2 separate regions of the Sus scrofa genome follow, and region 2 is linked to region 1. A link is a contact called in public HiChIP or PLAC-seq data. All regions are on one chromosome and are shown on one strand. The core of a region is the stretch at or near the end of the contact, and the rest is flanking DNA. Distances in the headings are between cores, read along the strand shown.

Region 1 (5,762 bases), core at 885-3,384:
AAAGGCTATTAAAGACATTTAGTGCTTTTTTTATTTTTTTGTCTTTTTGCCTTTTTTGGGCCACTCCTGTGGCATATGGAGGTTCCCAGGCTAGGGGTCTAATCGGAGCTGTAGCCACCAGCCTACACCACAGCCACAGCAACATGGGGTCCAAGCCGCGTCTTCGACTCACAGCAATGCCGGATCCTTAACCCACTGAGCAAGGCCAGGGATCGAACCCGAAACCTTATGGTTCCTAGTCAGATTCGTTAACTACTGCACCACGACGGGAACTCCATTTAGTGCTTTTTAAAACATTTTAAAAAAAGTTAGTTCAAAGAAGAGACAAGCTTAAAAGATTTTCTTTTTCTTAGGATGGTGAAAACCTGAACATACTTATGAAGAGTCACTTCCCACCTAATATGACTAAGGTGGAAAGAGGCTAAGAATACAAACTGTGCACATACCCAGAGGCCTGGCTCTGAAAAAGGAGGGAACGAGGTGAGGACTGGGGAAGATTACAGATAAACTGAGAGGCAGAGCTGTGGAAAGTAAAAGGCCAAATGGCTTGTTCAGAGTTTACAAGGTGGGGTGGAGTCGCAAGTTGGAGGAGAGTGGTGAAAGTCTGGAAGAGCTGCTGTAAGGAAAAGGAAGGGGAGTCACCCAGGAGAGAACAGAGAGATTTCAGGGCAGGGTTGAGAGTCAAGCTGGGGCTGGGCTCATAAATCTGCAAAGGAGCCGTCAGCACAATGCTATGCAGCAGGACCCAGCAGCTCGGTGGGGAAGTGAACGTGGGTCCCGCTCTGGGAAGAGAACAGGCAGGTGTGGCAGGTCCCTTTCTCCCCTAAGAAAGCCAGGACAAGAGTGGCCATGTAGAGGAGGTTAACCACTGCACCACGGGGACCACGAAGAGACTGGGAAATAAGCCAAGACCAGGTTTCCTGAGCAGAAAGGGACAGAAGTGAAAGAGGCTGTGCCCAGATTCTGGGGAGCCTAGGAGGCAGGGAGCAACTTCAGGTGTCCTCAAATATTCTGCCCCAAGAATCTTAGCCCCATCTACAAGACCAACAGTGATGCCCTGCTGCCTTCCAAGCCCCGCTCTCTGAAAAGCAAACTGGGTCTTCATATGGGGCTGGCACCTCCAAGGCTGTTAGAAGGAATTCCAGTGAGAGAGCGGCAGGGTGGAGTTCTTCTAAGCATCTTCTTTCCTAGACTTTAAGTTCTGATCTGGATCTCTGGGTGCAGTATCAGTAACTTTTCTTTTTATTAACAGGAAGATCTGGGGGGTTGTCATGTGCGTGGACTTGCTGAAAATAAAAGTTTAAGAAACTGCCTAATTGCAAGTTCAGCAACTCCCTCAGGGTCCTGAGCCTGCTGATGTAGAACAAGAGTCACTGGACCCTCCCCCAGTGCTAACATACAACAGTAAGGGTGACAACTTGAGCATAATAATTATATTCAACAGGGAAGCAGAAGTTGGGGTCTGCTAATAAGGTAAGTGATATCTAGGAAAGAAGTGGGAAAGTGAGCTCACTTCTTTTCATGCAAAAACTGAATCTAAACCTTGTCTCACAAGGACAGAAAAACCTAAACAAGCTACTCACTCGTTCCCTAAAGATCTGGGCTCCCATCCAGCTTATTATCCCAGTCTGTACAAAAAGAGAGATTCGAATCCTCTCAGAGGGGCTACAAATGAACCAGAACATTGCCACCAGAGGGGCTGTGGCTTAGAGTGCTGACTCACTGTAAGAGCCCTGACTCCCTTTCAAACCTTCCCCTCTTTCCCAAAAGACAAAGGGCACAGTGACTATAAAAGGTAATTTCTAACATCAAGCACATGGATGGAAGAAGTGAGAATCCAAGGGCTGGATGGCTCTCTGCTAAGTGTCTGGAATTTGGCCCCCACATCAGCCTGGTCAGCCCTTCCGCTTGGACTGAGGTGGGCTCTGCCATGTGCGACAAGAAAAGTAACTCCCAATGTTTGTTTAATTCGGCTCTGTTCACCTTCACTCGGGTCACCGCCTTCTTCTGCTCACAAACACTTAATTGTCTCTGAAAAGTAGGTCATCGCTTGCGGAACAAGCTGGAGGGGGAGCTAAGACCCAGCCTATCGCTCCCAACAGGCCTGGAGAGGCCCAAGCCGTGTCTAGGAGACCAAGACCAGTCAACAATGCACTGTGCCAAGAGCGCTCCAGGTGCTTCAGGCAGCAACCTGGTTACTGCCATTCCTAAGTGGTGATTCAGCGGGCTGGCAGAGCAGAAGACGCCCAGGATGTGAGGGTGAGGCTCGAGTCAGTCCAAGAAACACTTGTCCCATTCTGATGGCTAATGAGGTATCCCTAATCATCCCTGAATGGAGGGAGCAAGAGGGGAAGAGCAGAATGCTAAGCTCTTCCCCACTGTCCATATGGTCCCTCTGTAGAATACCAAGCATTGCTCAACCATAAATGGAACTGTGTGAGCTTCTCCCTACTCCTTCTCCCAAATATTTCCTTCAGGACACCCAGAAATAAACACTGCTTCCTACCCATGAACTAAAGGTACATTCTTAGCACTGTAAACTGTCCTCTGAGCATGTCCAGCAAAGAAGGGGTTAAGGTTTTTCAGCAGGATACATCTTGTTCCTAGGCCCAAATGCTCCTCCATCCAGAATTCTAAGGTGGGACAGAGTTCCCCTCAATCCTCCTCCAACCTCTAACTGGTGAGTTCACTAAATATAGGATATTGCTTCAAAGTCAAAAAGAAGGGGCCCAGGGAGATGAGGTGACAGAGGGCTGGCAGTTTGAGAAATAGCTACCAGAGGGTCAGCTGTCCAGCTGGCTCCGGAATCTGAAAACTTCCAAATCTAACAACTGCCTTTCTCAGCAAGAATCAAAAGTATGTGAATCAGCTGTGGAGGATAAAGGCTACAGAGCCCAGTTTCAGAAGCCAGTAGCAAACCACTTCCTCAGCCACTGTTCTCCACAAAGAGCAAACTGCCAGGAACTTCACCTTCAGACCAGATACCAGCTCTAAGAAGAGGAATGGAAAAAGGAGTTAGTTATTTCTTTGGCAAATAGAGTGCACGCAACTCTCTCTCGCTCAATGTGTGTGAGTGTGTGTCTCTCTCTCCTCAACCTCCTCAGCCCCTCCAATTCTCTGGTTGTAAAATCAAAATTGTTGACAACCCCAACCTTTCTAAATTCTGACCATATAATTTTCCACTATCTTCTAGTCCCTTCTTTTTTTTTTTTTTTTTTTTTGTCTTTTTGCCATTTCTTGGGCCGCTCCCACGGCATATGGAGGTTCCCAGGCTAGGGGTCTAATCGGAGCTGTAGCTGCCAGCCTACACTAGAGCCACAGCAACATGGGATCTGAGCCGCGTCTGCGACCTACACCACAGCTCACGGCAATGCCAGATCCTTAACCCACTGAGTAAGGGCAGGGATCGAACCCTCAACCTCATGGTTCCTAGTCGGATTCGTTAATCACTGAGCCATGACGGGAACTCCCTTCTAGTCCCTTCTGATCCCTCACTGCTTCTCCTGCCCCACAACATACACACACTTTAAGGCACTTCAGAGTCAGAACTACATGAACTAATACTGAATTTCACATTATTTTTACCATTTATCATTAGATTTTATCATTAGATTTGAGTCTATATGTAACTGGTTGCAAACTCAGCAAAGGCAGGAACCATGTCTTATGACCATTATTGTGGCTAACACTGCATGTTTACTATGAGTCAAGCATCATTCTAGTATATTACACGTGTTATGTCATTCATTCTCCACCAGAATCCTATGACGGATCATCATCAGTAGATACCTTAGAGATGAGGATTAAAGTTCAGAAAGGTTTAAGAACTTGCCCAAGTTCATGGTAAATAGCAGAGCTGAGATTTAAACCCTGGAACTTAACCCCAGAGTCCATACTCTCAACCCCTATACTGTACACAAGTGGTCCCAGACCAGCAGCATATCCTGGGAACTTGTTTAGAAACAGATTCTGAAGCCCCATCCCAGACTTACTGAATCAGAAGCTGGGAGTGGGACCCAGGAATCCACGGCTTAATAGCCCTCCAGGTGATTGTGATGGAGGCTCAAATTTGAGAACCATGGTTCTACGATACATTCACATGTTTTTCCTTTTTTTTTTTTAAGGGCCGCATCCACAACATATGGAAGTTCCCAGGCTAAGGGTCAAACTTGAAGCTACAGCTGCCAGCCTACACCACAGCCACAGAAATGCCAGATCTGAGCTGCGTCCGCGACCTACATCACAGCTCCAGGCAACACCAGATCCTCCAACCCACAAAGCGAGGCCAGGGATCGAACCCTCATCCTCACGGATACTAGTTGAGTTGGCTTCTGCTGCACCATAACAGGAACTCCCTACTTCTGCTTTTCTTTATCTGAGCCACACCCAAGACAGAAAGGAGCCTGGGAGGAACTTAACAGTGTAAAAATATACCGAACAACTGATTGTGGCATCATGGTTAAGAGTGCGTGAGGATTCTAGGGCCAACTGTCTGTCAGTGTAAAGCCCAGCTCTGCTGCTTACCACCTGTGTGACCTTGGGCACATCACTTAGCCTTCCCGCTGCTCAGTTTCATCAAGCGTAAAATGGAAATAACAGTACCCGCCTCATTTAGCTGCTGTGAGGGATTAAATGAGCTGGTATCATGCAAAGTATTTACAATAGTGTGTGGCACTTAGTATCATACAAGCTGTTATTAAGTATGGTCTTTGATCCATTTCACAATTAAATGCAACAAATATATATTAGGCATCTATATGCCAGACACTGTGCCAGGTACATGCAGTCATCAACATCTCCCCAACTCATCATTAGCCTTTCAAATATTGACTGATGCCTTATTACATGCAGTACCCTGTGCTTGGGGACACGTGGTCCATAAAGAACAGGGCGCTAACCCTTCAAGGACAGCTTAAAGCAGTGCACCAGACATGGCATTTACACAAGTAACTGCAACACATAGCAGCAAGTGATAAGAATCAGAAGATAGCATTCTTTGATGGAAAGAACACTGGGTTTGAGGTCATAAGATTTAGATTCAGTTCTAGCTATATGTGACCTCAGGCACGTCACTTCACCTCCTCGAGCCTATGTTTCCACGGCTGTCAAGCAAAAGTAACAATCGAGCTGTGAGGCATAAAAGAGCTAATACATGTGAAAGCATTCTGTAAAAGGCTGTATGAATGTGAGCTGTCAGTTGTTACTATTGCTTTAAAGTGAATTTATTTCAATAATTTTATGTAAGCTTAGAAAGATGATATGACTAAAGGGACTAGGAAATGTTGCACCAAAAAAAGTGACATTTGAGATGGATGTGGAAGAACAAGATGTAGGAAGGAAAAGAAAAGCCAAGTAGAGGAAAGAGTTTAAACAAAGGCATAAAAATACAGCGCATGTATGGGGAGGGCACTAGTTCATTCCAGCTGTGAACAGTTATGAGAAGTAACATTTAAAAGGTAGGAAAAGGGCAAATACGGGGGGGAAAAGAATTTGTTCACTTTTCCCCCATAAGCATCTTTGGTAATCCAAGTAGAAGTAAATGATGAAACTGAGTTAAAATTAGTTTCAGGATTTATCTGCAAGTTTGAAGTATTCAGCACACCCCCTCTGCTCCGTTTTCTGAGGTTAAGAGCCAGCTACACTGTATGTATGGAAAATGAAATACCTATAATTATGTAGTTTGTGCAGGGGCCAGTTTGAAAACGATGCTGTTATTCCTCATCAAAGCTGCTCATCAGGAATTCAGAAGAGAGAGAGCACGC
Region 2 (5,762 bases), core at 1,204-3,703, 97 kb before region 1:
ATGAATAAAGCTCCCATATTCACGTACAGTTTCTTGTGTGAGCATATGTTTTCATTTCTCTATGGCAAATTCCTAAGAGTGGGATTGCTGGGTCATATGGCATATGTTTAGCTTTATAATAAACTGCCAAACAATTTTCCAGCATGATCACACCATTTTGCAATCCCACCAGCAAAGCAACCTTGCAGGCACATAGTATTGTGAGTTGCTTTTCAATTAAGTCATCACAACCCTGACTTCTTTTTTTTTCCCCCTCCAAGGTTAAGAGAGAGACCTTCGCCTTGTCCCTCACTGATCTCTGGCCTGCTCCCACCTCTGTTTGTGCTCCTTTGTCGCAGACATCCCCACCTGCCCAGGCCTTCCACAGCATCTCCTTTACTAATAAAATCTCATTCCAACAACATGATGTACAGAGACACACAGGACCTCCCCCTACTAGATGAGCAACCATCCCTGTGTGCTAGAAACGGAGGGGTTTCCTGAGATGTGGGCCTTTCAGGGCTAAAACCAAGAGTGTCCTAGGAAAACCAGCCTGTTTCCACCTCCACTCCTGTGAGCCTCTGTGGTACCCTCCCAGAGTTCTTGGTCAAGTGTGGCAAGCTGTCCTTAAGCTATCCTCCTTTTTTTTTTTTTTTTTTTTTTTTTTGTCTTTTTGCCATTTTCTTGGGCCCCTCCCGCGGCATATGGAGGTTCCCAGGGTAGGGGTCTAATCGGAACTGTAGCCACCGGCCTACGCCAGAGCCACAGCAACGCGGGATCTGAGCCGCGTCTGCAACCTACACCACAGCTCATGGCAATGCCGGATCGTTAACCCACTGAGCAAGGGCAGGGACCGAACCCGCAACCTCATGGTTCCTAGTCGGATTCGTTAACCACTGTGCCACGACGGGAACTCCGAGCTATCCTCCTTTTAACTCTTCAACTGAACTGAAATCTTCATGTACTAAAGAATCCTAACAACCTCAAACAGACACCTCACTTCTCCCTTACACTACGGGGACCAGTGCTGTAGCCTGAATGCCTGTGTCTCTCCAAAATTCATGTTAAATCCTAACACCTATCTGAAGGTAAGTGGAGGTGGGACCTTTTGGGGGTGATTAGTTGTTGAAGGATGGGATTTGTATCTTTATAATTGAGACCCGGGAGTGCCCGTCGTGGCGCAGTGGTTAACGAATCCAACTAGGAACCATGAGGTTACGGGTTCGATCCCTGTCCTTGCTCAGTGGGTTAAAGATCCGGCGTTGCCGTGAGCTGTGGTATAGGTCACAGACGCGGCTTGGATCCCTCGTTGCTGTGGCTCTGGTGTAGGCCGGTGGCTACAGCTCCGATTTGACCCCTAGCCTGGGAACCTCCATATGCTGCACAGGAGAGGCCCTAGAAAAAAAAAAAAAAAAAAAAAAGGCAAAAAGACAAAAAATAAAAAATAAAATATAATTGAGACCTGGAAAGCTCCCTTAACCTTTCCATCATGTGAGGATACAGCTAAAAGGTACCTGAACCAGAACCTCACCAGACACTAAATCTGCCTCAATCATTTTTGTTTTCTGTTTTTTTTGTTGTTGTTGTTTATTTGGCCACCCCTGGCATATGAAGTTCCTGGGCCAGGGATCAGATCCGAGCCACAGTCGGGACCTAAACCAAAGTTGCAACAACGCTGGATCTTTAATCCACTGTGCCTGGCTGGGGATCAAACCTGTGTCCCAATGCTTGCAACACGCCACCGATCCCATTGAGCCACAGCAGGAACTCCAATCATTTCTGGGGTTTTTGTTTTTTGTTTTTTCTTTTTTTAGGGCCACGCCCATGGCACATGGAGATTTCCAGGCTAGGGATCAAATCAGAGCTGTACCCTCAAGCCTACGCCAGGGCCACAGCAAAGCAGGATCTGAGCTGTGTCTGTGACCTACACCACAGCTCACGGCAACGCCGGGTCCTTAACCCACTGAGCAAGGCCAGGGATCGAACCCACATCCTCATGGATACTAGTGATTCATTTCTGCTGAGCCACAATGGGAGCTCCCATTTCTGTTTTCTATAAGTCACCTGGGCTGTGATATTTTGTCACAGCATCCTGAATGGCTAAGAACCGGGCAAGTCCCTGCCCTCTTTTGTATGTCAGTCTATTGTGTACACTGGCAGTGGGAGATGCTGCCTTCTGGTCTCCGTGCAGGCTCGCTAATCACTAATGGCACAGACCTGGGAGCGAGCAATCTCAGCCAAGCCCGCCGTCAGTCCCACCTCTGAAAACAGCTTTTCCCTTGTGTTGTAAAGCCAGCCTTCCTTGCCCAAGCCACCCTCCAAACTCTGCCAACCATTCCCTGGTGACTTCATACCTAACCCCTCCCTTTGCTACCTCATCTTCTACGGGCTTTCTTGGCAATTTCAGCACTCATCCTGATGATCCAACTATCACCCCATCTGTATAATTTGTCTGCCTTCCAGAATCTGATGGCTTTCACTTTCACTCTGCTTTAGACACCCACACAGCCACACACTGGACCTCACCATTGCCATGAGCAGCTCCAGAGTTCTCTCTGCCCTTCTCTGTGCCCACTGTTCTTAACTGCTCACATTTTTATTCTATCCTAGTAACCAATCTATCTCTATTGTTATTTTGATTTCTAGCTAATCAATTCTTCTCAGTTCACCTTGCCCATTAAGGCTCTCTGCTTTCCTCTAACTCTACACACAGAGATTTCAATGCTTCTTCCTCTAATACTCTAAACACTTTGGCCTCCAATTCTCCTACCACTTTTCATTTCTCAATTTATTTCAACAAATGTAATTAAGTACCGATTATGGACCATTCATTATGACAGGTGATGAAAAGAAAAGTGTTAAGTAAGATCACATTTCCTGTCCTCATGGGACTTATGATGCATTGGAGCAAACAGAGAAATAACAACAAAAGTAACAAGTATTATATATAAGCAAACTGCTTTGGGAGCACAAAAAAAGAGAATTTCCCAAGTTAGTGAGAATTACTGATAAGAGCGACAAAAATGAACTAACTCCAAAACTATGCATACCATTCCATGTCATTTTGACCGGTGCTGTTGCCTGGCAACTAGAACTGTACCACATCTTTTCCATACAGCTCTCTAAGCAAATGAACTCTGACCCCCTCATCCATCTTCCTCTCTACCACAAACTCTCTCTGTATCTTTAACCCTCTTTCCATCCCCCTCCCGGGATCTAAGAGGCATTTTTCTTTTCTTTTTCCAAAGAAACTACACAGGCCGTGCTCTGGGTCTCAGCCCTCACTGGACCTGGTTCCATCAACTAGGAATCAGTAGGGGGAAGGAAGGTGTGTGGGAAGCAGCATGGAAGGAGCATTGCACAAATGTGAGGGCACCTGGTTCGTGGAAGTCTCAGCTTCGATGTGATTCGGGGCAGGTCATTTCTGGGTTTCCTTCACATGAAATGTGAAGGCTGGACCAGCCATCTCTAAGGCGTCTTCCAGGGCAAACGCACTCTGACTCAAGCTCCTCCTCACTCCCATTCTCAGCTTTCCCCTCTTCACTGGCTTCTCCTCCCATGTCTAAAAATGAGTTGCCTTCCTTTCTCATCTAGAGAGGAAAACATCTTTACTATGTTCTAAATACTCTTCTGCTCCATGGGGACTGTTCTCTTAAGTCACAGCTGAGACCTTCCCCTCGGCCCTGACGTGTCACTTAACCCTGACCATCCCCTCACCCAGTTCTCACGATGATGAGCACTGGTTTTCCCTCTTCCTGGAAGACGTTCCTTTTCCCCACCTCCTGGGCTGGTTTATTTTGCCTCTTCCCTTGGACCTCCACCTGAGGTGAGTCACTCTTCTGCATCTTCTCTTCTCTTCTCTAGGGCTCCCCCTCTCGGGCCACAAGCTCCATGTGAGGATTTCTAAATGATCTGTCCACAACACAACTGCTCACTAGCAATCAAGACTCAGAACTGACTGTCAGCCAGATTTACCAAGGACTCACCAGGGGCGCTGAGACCATCCCTAAATAGGGACCCGAAGCCAACATTCCCTGGCAGAATGGGGAACACACAGGACACCCTTACCTGTCGCTGCTTTAGGAAGTCCAGGGCAATCTGCACGTTCTGCAGCCTGTGAAATCGCATCCTGCCCTTCTCCCGGGGCTGTAAACAAACACAACGAAAGGGATGTTAATTGCAGCCATACCAGTTTACAAACCCCTTTCCTCTTTCTTTTCCAGGACTAAGAGACTACAAAGATTTCCTCTTGGTTGAAGCCAGGTGTGGGAGCATGACATAAAGCACCCCTTAAGGGCAGGGCCTGTGTGTGTTTTCACCATGCTTGTCGAGGCCCCACCAGGATCCCCGTGAACACACAGCACCTTTGGCTACAACACTGAATTAGTGCCACAGTGTCTCTACAGGTGCTTCTGCATCCATACATGGCTTGATTCTGCATGTGAGGTTCATGGGGATGAAGACTTGGCTCTCTGACTCCCAGAATCACAGGTAAATGCTACTGTAAGGGAAGGGTAGAAAGTCCTAAATTCATATTGCATAGGAATGGACAGAGCCAACCTTACTATAAACCTAGCAAAAGAAGCTCGAGGTAGCTGATTTTAAAATAGGGAAGGAGGAGTTACACATGCTCAATAAGCAAGTGAAAAGATCTAAAATTGGAGGCAGAAACCAGCAAGAAACCTATTTTCTAGGAAGACAGGTGTCAATGTAAGAAAGCTACCCTTTACCCCAGTATGAAATACCCAAAGCAGACAAGACCTTCACAGTGTGGGGCTATTCGACATAGTACTCCGAAGAAAGGTATTTCCTCTAGTCGCTCGCCCTTGGATATCATACAAGACATGGGGAAGGTCCACCTCCACCCAGGGCCTCCAGTGGCCCCTGCCCATGGCTCAAGTCCTACCCAACCAAACATGCATCAAGTTTCCCCAGTGAGTACAGGCAAGGATGGCTATCTACCCTGGAATGTTTTCCCTGCTCGCTTTCCAATATTGTTTTTCATTTTACTAAAATTGGGACTAAAACATCACTCTCACTAGATTACACCCAATTCATTTGTAAAGGTCAAGTTGGTACCACTTAAAGGCTGATAAAATACAAGATAGCTCCGTTGTGCTTACATGCACAGAGGAAACTGCCCCAGACAGTAACAGGTAAAAAGTAAACCCAACGCATGGAAAGACAAGGGTGGAAGCATCTCTCTGTGGGTCTCCCAACACTTCTAAATAACCCTCCCAAACCAGGGTCAGCTACAGAGGGGTTGAGGCCTCACTGTGTAACAGGATAACTTTATAAGTCACACTTTAGGAAAAATCTTTTTAGCAACAACCTCATCTCAGTCACTGCAGCTAAACTAATTGTGAGTATGGCTTAGAAGATGACAGGGCCTGTGAAACTAAACATTCTAAGGCAATGAGGAGGGAAATCAATGGAGTGAAAAGATGACTTTGGACACAGAGAATGGGGATACTCCCTAACCCTTATTTCTGAAGAAAGATCAGAGGCTCTAGTTTAGAGTCTGTAAGCAGAAAACAGCCCTTGTACCCACTCTAATCTTTGCTCCTATGTACTTCCCACCAAAAATACCCTTAAGAACATGCAAGTTAAACCTCTGTCCTCTACAGCACCTAGAGGTGTTATTGACCAAGGCAGGGAATTTCCATGCAGTGAGTGGTTTGCAAACAACAGGCTGTTTTGAAAGCAAATGACATGGTGTGTGGTGACAACCTAGAGGCCAGAAAGGCGGAGAGAGAGTCCCTGTTAGTCTGCAGTGTGGAGTC

What was found. HiChIP or PLAC-seq counts read pairs in DNA pulled down with a chosen protein or histone mark.
Region 2: a contact with region 1 is called in an H3K27ac HiChIP or PLAC-seq map of alveolar macrophages. The contact joins two enhancer-like sites. A contact is called at or near these places in 7 of 47 Hi-C or Micro-C datasets (alveolar macrophages, embryonic fibroblasts, epiblast stem cells and 4 more) and 2 of 2 datasets of contacts at active chromatin or transcription factors (alveolar macrophages and skeletal muscle).

Annotation. Positions count from the first base shown.
Region 1 is chr6:95,010,598-95,016,359 of Sscrofa11.1, reverse strand. All of the region lies in intron 2 of MACF1 (microtubule-actin cross-linking factor 1), which reads right to left. Among named protein-coding and RNA genes, the nearest start is that of MACF1, 53 kb to the right of the region's middle. Within about 2 kb of position 2,134, at least 38 of the 83 cell types and tissues checked have an H3K27ac peak or open chromatin away from gene starts, as enhancers often do. A contact at or near this core is called in alveolar macrophages and retroperitoneal adipose tissue, where this site is marked.
Region 2 is chr6:95,107,747-95,113,508 of Sscrofa11.1, reverse strand. It overlaps MACF1 (microtubule-actin cross-linking factor 1), which reads right to left. Exons shown (of 96, transcript XM_021095983.1): 5 at 4,048-4,125. Among named protein-coding and RNA genes, the nearest start is that of KIAA0754, 140 kb to the left of the region's middle. Within about 2 kb of position 2,453, at least 13 of the 83 cell types and tissues checked have an H3K27ac peak or open chromatin away from gene starts, as enhancers often do. A contact at or near this core is called in alveolar macrophages and retroperitoneal adipose tissue, where this site is marked.